Linked DNA regions of Pan troglodytes: region 2 is linked to region 1. Evidence: chromatin contacts called from public HiChIP or PLAC-seq data. All regions are on one chromosome and are shown on one strand. The core of a region is the stretch at or near the end of the contact, and the rest is flanking DNA. Distances in the headings are between cores, read along the strand shown.

The links. HiChIP or PLAC-seq counts read pairs in DNA pulled down with a chosen protein or histone mark.
Region 2: an H3K4me3 HiChIP or PLAC-seq map of stem cell-derived excitatory neurons shows a contact between it and region 1, with 10 times the contacts expected there. The contact joins the promoter of THOC1 here to the promoter of LOC742418 in region 1. A contact is called at or near these places in 1 of 7 Hi-C or Micro-C datasets (induced pluripotent stem cells) and 1 of 1 datasets of contacts at active chromatin or transcription factors (stem cell-derived excitatory neurons).

Annotation. Positions count from the first base shown.
Region 1 is chr17:30,086,531-30,089,501 of NHGRI_mPanTro3-v2.0_pri, forward strand. LOC742418 (bolA-like protein 2) reads right to left here and starts at 1,705. Exons shown (of 1, transcript XM_054671912.2): 1 at 1,229-1,705. The coding sequence starts at 1,705. The coding sequence ends at 1,289.
Region 2 is chr17:30,653,584-30,656,283 of NHGRI_mPanTro3-v2.0_pri, forward strand. It overlaps THOC1 (THO complex subunit 1), which reads left to right and starts at 1,262. Exons shown (of 21, transcript XM_512049.9): 1 at 1,262-2,115. The coding sequence starts at 2,062.

The sequences.
Region 1 (2,971 bases), core at 455-2,954:
ACCTCAGCCTCCGGAGTAGCTGGGACTACAGGCACACGCCACCCAGCTATTTTTATTTTATTTTTTGTAGAAATGGGGGTTCTTTCTATTTTGCTTAGGCTGACCTCAAAATCCTGGGCTCAAGACATCCTCCCACCTCAGCCTCCCAAAGTGCTGGGATTAAAGGTGTGAGCCACCACGCCTAGCCCTCCTTTCTAAATTTACAAATCCTGTGCTTTTTCAGTTGATCCCAGGGACCTGCAGGTTTCTTTGCTGTCACTATTTCCTCCACCTGAAATGACCTTTTCGGCCTTCTTTCCTAGCTAATTCCTGCTGATCCCTTTGGCTCAGCTCAGGGCTGGGACTGGACTAAGTGGACACTCCGCATTCTCTCTCTCTCGGGAATCTCATTTGTTCCACAGCTTCAGCTCTTACCTACATGTTATTGATTCCCAAATCTATCTCCAGCCCTGGCAGTGCTCCTGAGTTCTGCCTCCCATTGACACTTCCACTGGCTTTCCCTCAGACACCTCAAACCCAACATGCCCAACACTCAAGTAATCATTTCCCCCTTTGCTATCCTGCTTTTTCTCCTGTGTTTTCTATTTCAAAGACTAGCATCATCACGTATTGTCTGTCTAGTACTTAGAACAGTGCCTAATAGCTATAGTTTTCTCTTTTCCAGAATGTCATATAAATACAGTCATACAAAATACAGCCTTCTGGCCAGGCGCAGTGGCTCATGCCTGTAATCCCAGCACTTTGGGAGGCTGAGGCAGGTGGATCACCTGAGATCAGAAGTTCAAGACCAGCCTGGCCAACATGGTGAAACCCCGTCTCTACCAAAAAATACCAAAAATTAGCTGGGTGTGGTAGCAGGTGCCTGTAATACCAGCTACTCGGGAGGCTGAGGCAAGAGAATCACTTGAACCTGGGAGGCAGAGGTTGCAGTGAGCCAAGATCACACCATTGCACTCCAGCCTGGGCAACAGAGCAAGGCTCCGTCTCAAAAAAAAGAAAGAAAGAAAAATTCCAGAAATAAACAATTAATAAGTTTCCCGCGCTGTTCTGATAACCAGGATGAAATCTCTCGCTGTCCTGTTTCATCCTGCTTGGGGCTGGTTATGAATCATCCCTTTGTCCAGTGTCTCCATGCCATCTACACTACCTGCCCATCACTCACTTAGTAGCTGGCCCAGTTATCAGATCAACTGTCACGGTATTGAAGAGTGTGTGCTCACGTAAGGTTTTTTGTTTTTTGTTTTTTGGTCCAGATTTATAATGTAATGGCTGTGCAGGTTCCAGTCCCTCATTTCTGCTGCTCACGGGCCCACTGCTCTGGGGTCAGGGTTTTCTGTTCAAAGGCATGGATGTGTGGGAGCTCTTCTGCTAGGCACGCATTCACCAGCTGGTGTCTCTGAAGCAGCGGCTTCCCCTCGAACTTGGCTGACACCACCAGGACTCGGAAGCTACAGGCGCAACGGTTGAAGGTCGTGTCCTCCACCTCCACATGCTCCGCCTCCAGGTCCCGCTGCAGCTTCTCCTGGAGGTAATTGGCGCTGAGTTCCCTGGCGGTAGTCCAGCTGGGGCGGCAGCCCAGCGGAGACAGAACCCCAGCTCGGACCCCTGCCACGCTGCTTTGCGCCCTTACAGGAGCCACTTCCCTGACGTAAGCTTTCTTTGACTTACTGATGGCATCAAAGCACAAGGGTAGGGATGCTGGCATATTGTTAAAATTGTTCGATTTATCATTAGTTATTGTTGTTGATCTCTTCTGTGCCTCATTTATAAATTAACTTTTATCATAGGGATATGTGTGTGTCTATATCTACAAAAAACCGCAGAATCTATAGAGTTTGGTACTGTAGCGATTTCAGGCATCCACTGGGGATCTCAGAATGTATTCTTCACAGACAAGGAGGGACTACTGTATTATTATATGGAGGTTAACCACACTATTAGCAATAGAATTATAATAAAAACTTTCAAAAACTTGGCGAAGCTGGTAATAGTGTGCCTAACATCCTACAGCACCTCCCTATTGTCGACAGAAAGAGTCGAACTTTCTAAAATATGTGAAGAGGTTTATTCTGAGCCAAATATGAGTGACCATGGCCCATGAGACAGCCCTCAGGAGGTCCTGAGAACATGTGCCCAAGGTGGTCGGGGTGCAGCTTGGTTTTATACATTTTAGAGGGGCATGAGACATCAATCAAATACATTTAATAAATACATGGGATTGGTCCAGAAAGGTGGGACAGCTCAAAGCTGGGGCTTCCAGGCTATAGGTGAATTTAAACATTTTCTGCTTGACAATGAGTTTACCTTGTCTGAAGACCTGGGATTGGGCTGGGCGCAGTGGCTTAAGCCTGTAATCCCAGCACTTTGAGAGGCTGAGGCAGGCAGATCACGAGGTCAGGAGTTCGAGACCAGCCTGACCAACACAGTGAAACCCCATCTCTACTAAAAATACAAAAATTAACTGGGCGTGGTGGCGGGCACCTGTAATCCCACCTACTTGGGAGGCTGAGGCAGGAGAATCACTTGAACCCGGGAGATGGAGGTTGCAGTGAGCCGAGATCATGCTACGGCACTCCAGCCTGGGCAACAGAGCGAGACTGTGTCTCAAACAAACAAACAAACAAACAAAACCTCCAAAGTGGCCGTCACTAAATGCTAATAAACACTAGAGGGCACAATTGAGTTGTGGAAAATTTCGGCCAATATTGCAAATGAAACAAGGTATGGACTCTAGCAAAAATTAATACACCAGAAAAATGGGTAGTGAAAATCATAAGCTTTGAAAACAATTGCTTTCTTTGTAAATCTGTTGATTAACCTTAGCCCTTTGAGATAATTGAATTAAAGTAGACTTAACACTTTAATACAAAGCCAATACTGTATTCCAAAAATAAAGCGTATATACATTGACAAATAGGACTACTTACATCAAAAAACTAGTGGGGGTGTTCTCAGTGTTAAGAGTCAGTTT
Region 2 (2,700 bases), core at 12-2,511, 570 kb after region 1:
AAAAGGAGAGACTTTGTTTCTTATAAGGAGTTACAGCCTGCAAGGTGGCCATTCTGCAGGCTGGGAAGCATGCCTCCAGCCAAGACCACATACAGACACTTCAGAGGAGGAGTTGGAGTAGGAACTTTATGCTTAACTGGTTGGCTAAACATACATATTCAACAAGTTAGAGGAGCGGCTATGAATATTCATGAAGGTGGTCTTGACACACGCATATTAAACAAATATGCATGTTTAACAGACAACCCATGTTCACTTTGGGGTGGAGACTTAACATTTAAATGTATTTACAGTTAGGTCCTATCCATCAAAACGTCTTTTCAGGACAGGAAGTTACATAAGCATGCAGTCACTATAAATTGGCCAGAACAAGTCCATGGTCAGTGACCTTCTTATCAGGAGAAAGTAACTGAAATCAATAAAAGCTGTAGTTACGGCTGGTGGGAGAGGGTTGTTAGTGTCTGGTGGTCGATGAACTGCAAATTGTTTTAATACTGTGAGGCCAGCGCTTGTTTAGCTGCTAAAGAAAAACCTTGAAGCATAGTGAGAACATAGTTTATTTTTTAAGCGTAGGGATGCATGACTTTTAACCCTTGCTTGGCATGGGCTTAGGTCCTGTTTATACTTTGGTATCTTATTGCCATGGAGTCAATTCCGTCAGTCCTATCATCTCCGTTTTTTTTTTGAAACAGAGTTTCACTCTTGTCGCCCAGGCTGGAGTGCAATGGCACGATCTCTGCTCACTGCAACCTCCGCCTGCCGGGTTCAAACGATTCTCCTGCCTCGGCCTCCCGAGTAGCTGGGATTACAGGTGCGTGCCACCACGCCCGGCTAATTTTTGTATTTTTAGTAGAGACAGCGTTTCACCATGTTTGCCATACCTCAGGTGATCCACTCCTGACCTCAGGTGACCCACCTGCTTCGGCGTCCCAAAGTGCTGGGATTACAGGCGTAAGCCACCGCGCCTGGCCTCTATTTTAACTTTATGGCCAGTCACCTATCTCCTCTAAATCACAAAAGGGAGAGGGTATAACCAGGTCCGTCTGACCTCCCATGCCGTTATGACTGGGAACTCAGTTGTTAAGATTTTTCTGGTGTCCCCTTAGCCCCAAGGGGGTCTGTTCAGTTGTTGGGGGGCTTAGGATTTTAAATTTACAGACTTCGAAGAAGGGAACAAGATACACGTGTGAGGGAATAAGAGGAAGTTACCCGAGTCTGAGTCAGTGCTTCCTTCTCCACCGTGTAACTCCAACTTAGAGTTACTGCCACTCGGCTTCTATTGGCCACGTCTCTCCTGGGAAGGCAGGCAAGGGACGAAATGGCGAGGGAGACAAGGTTTTTGCTAGGGAAGCCTCGGCCCAGGACGCAGCGCCACCCGTTTTCCAATCAGCGCCGGGCACTGCATTCCTCCTAGATCTTTTCTTTCAGTAGAGACCTTTTAATAATAAATACTACTTACATTGCTTTACAATTCACACTTGCGGTCATTATTTCAGTGGAGCTTTTCAACAGCTCTGTGAGACAGGTATTATTTCTATTTCGGAGCAGAGAGAACAGTGCCCTTGAGCCACAGGGCTCATACATCCGGAGCCTATCACCACTCCGAATCTTAAGCTCCCGGGATGACCGCGGACTGGCGGCCAGGACCACTGCTCCAGCTGTTTCCCCAGGTAATCCACCTGCCTTGGGTTACCTTTTAGCGCGGCCCAGTTAGCCGCAACCAGCCACCATTTACCCGCTTTCCCCAAACCAGGAAAACCACAGAAACGCATGTGCGCGGCCAGTCTCTTCCACGCCCGGGAGCGCAGAGCTTACAGACCAAGGCCGCCCAAGTCCCCTCACCCCAAAGGCTACCCAAGAACCCCGACTAGGCTGTTTGGCTGACTCAGGCGCCCAACGCCCACCCGAACTGAGTCGCTAGGGAAACTCCCAACTGCCAGCTCGCCTGACCGGTGTTCACAGGCCACTCTAGCCGGGCTCAGAGACCGCAGTCTCGTTGCTCCTGGCTTGACGTCATCGGCAGGCGCCGCAGCGCAGTGGCGGGCACGCGCAGCCGAGAAGATGTCTCCGACGCCGCCGCTCTTCAGTTTGCCCGAAGCGCGGACGCGGTTTACGGTGAGCTGTAGCGGGGAGGGTGCAGGCCTGACCCGGCGCTATGCTTTGCCCTCTACTCCCTGAAATTACTCGAATTTTGCCCTGGGGTAAAGTGAGACAGAGGTGTGTCCGCCTCAGCGTCCGCTCCGGGCCCCGTCGGAGGTTGAGGGGTAGGGAAAGACGCACTACCCGCCTCTTCCTTGTGGGCTGGGCCGTCCGCCTCCGCCCACCCTCCAGCGGGTCCCCGGACTCTGCGTGCTGGGCGCCTCGGCTCCCCGCTTGGAGTGCCCACCTGCAGACTACTTCTGGTTGGGTCCATCCTCTCAGCTCGTTTAGTGGGGCAGATGTCTCGAGAAGGGGAAGGGGAGCTGCTGAAGGGGGAGGGTGGGAGTGGTTTCAGTCCAAAGACCTGGCTCCCGCCCTAGCCTTCTGAGCTACCAAGTGCTTGTTCCCGCCGTCTCTTCACCACCCCTTAACCCACCGTGTCTAACTCCTAAGCGATCGATGAGATCCTAAGCGGGAAAAGGCAGATAGATCACCTTGGGAAGGGTAACCAGATGCTATTTTATTCTTGCTCCATGTGGAAGGGTGGTTTTGAGCATTTGG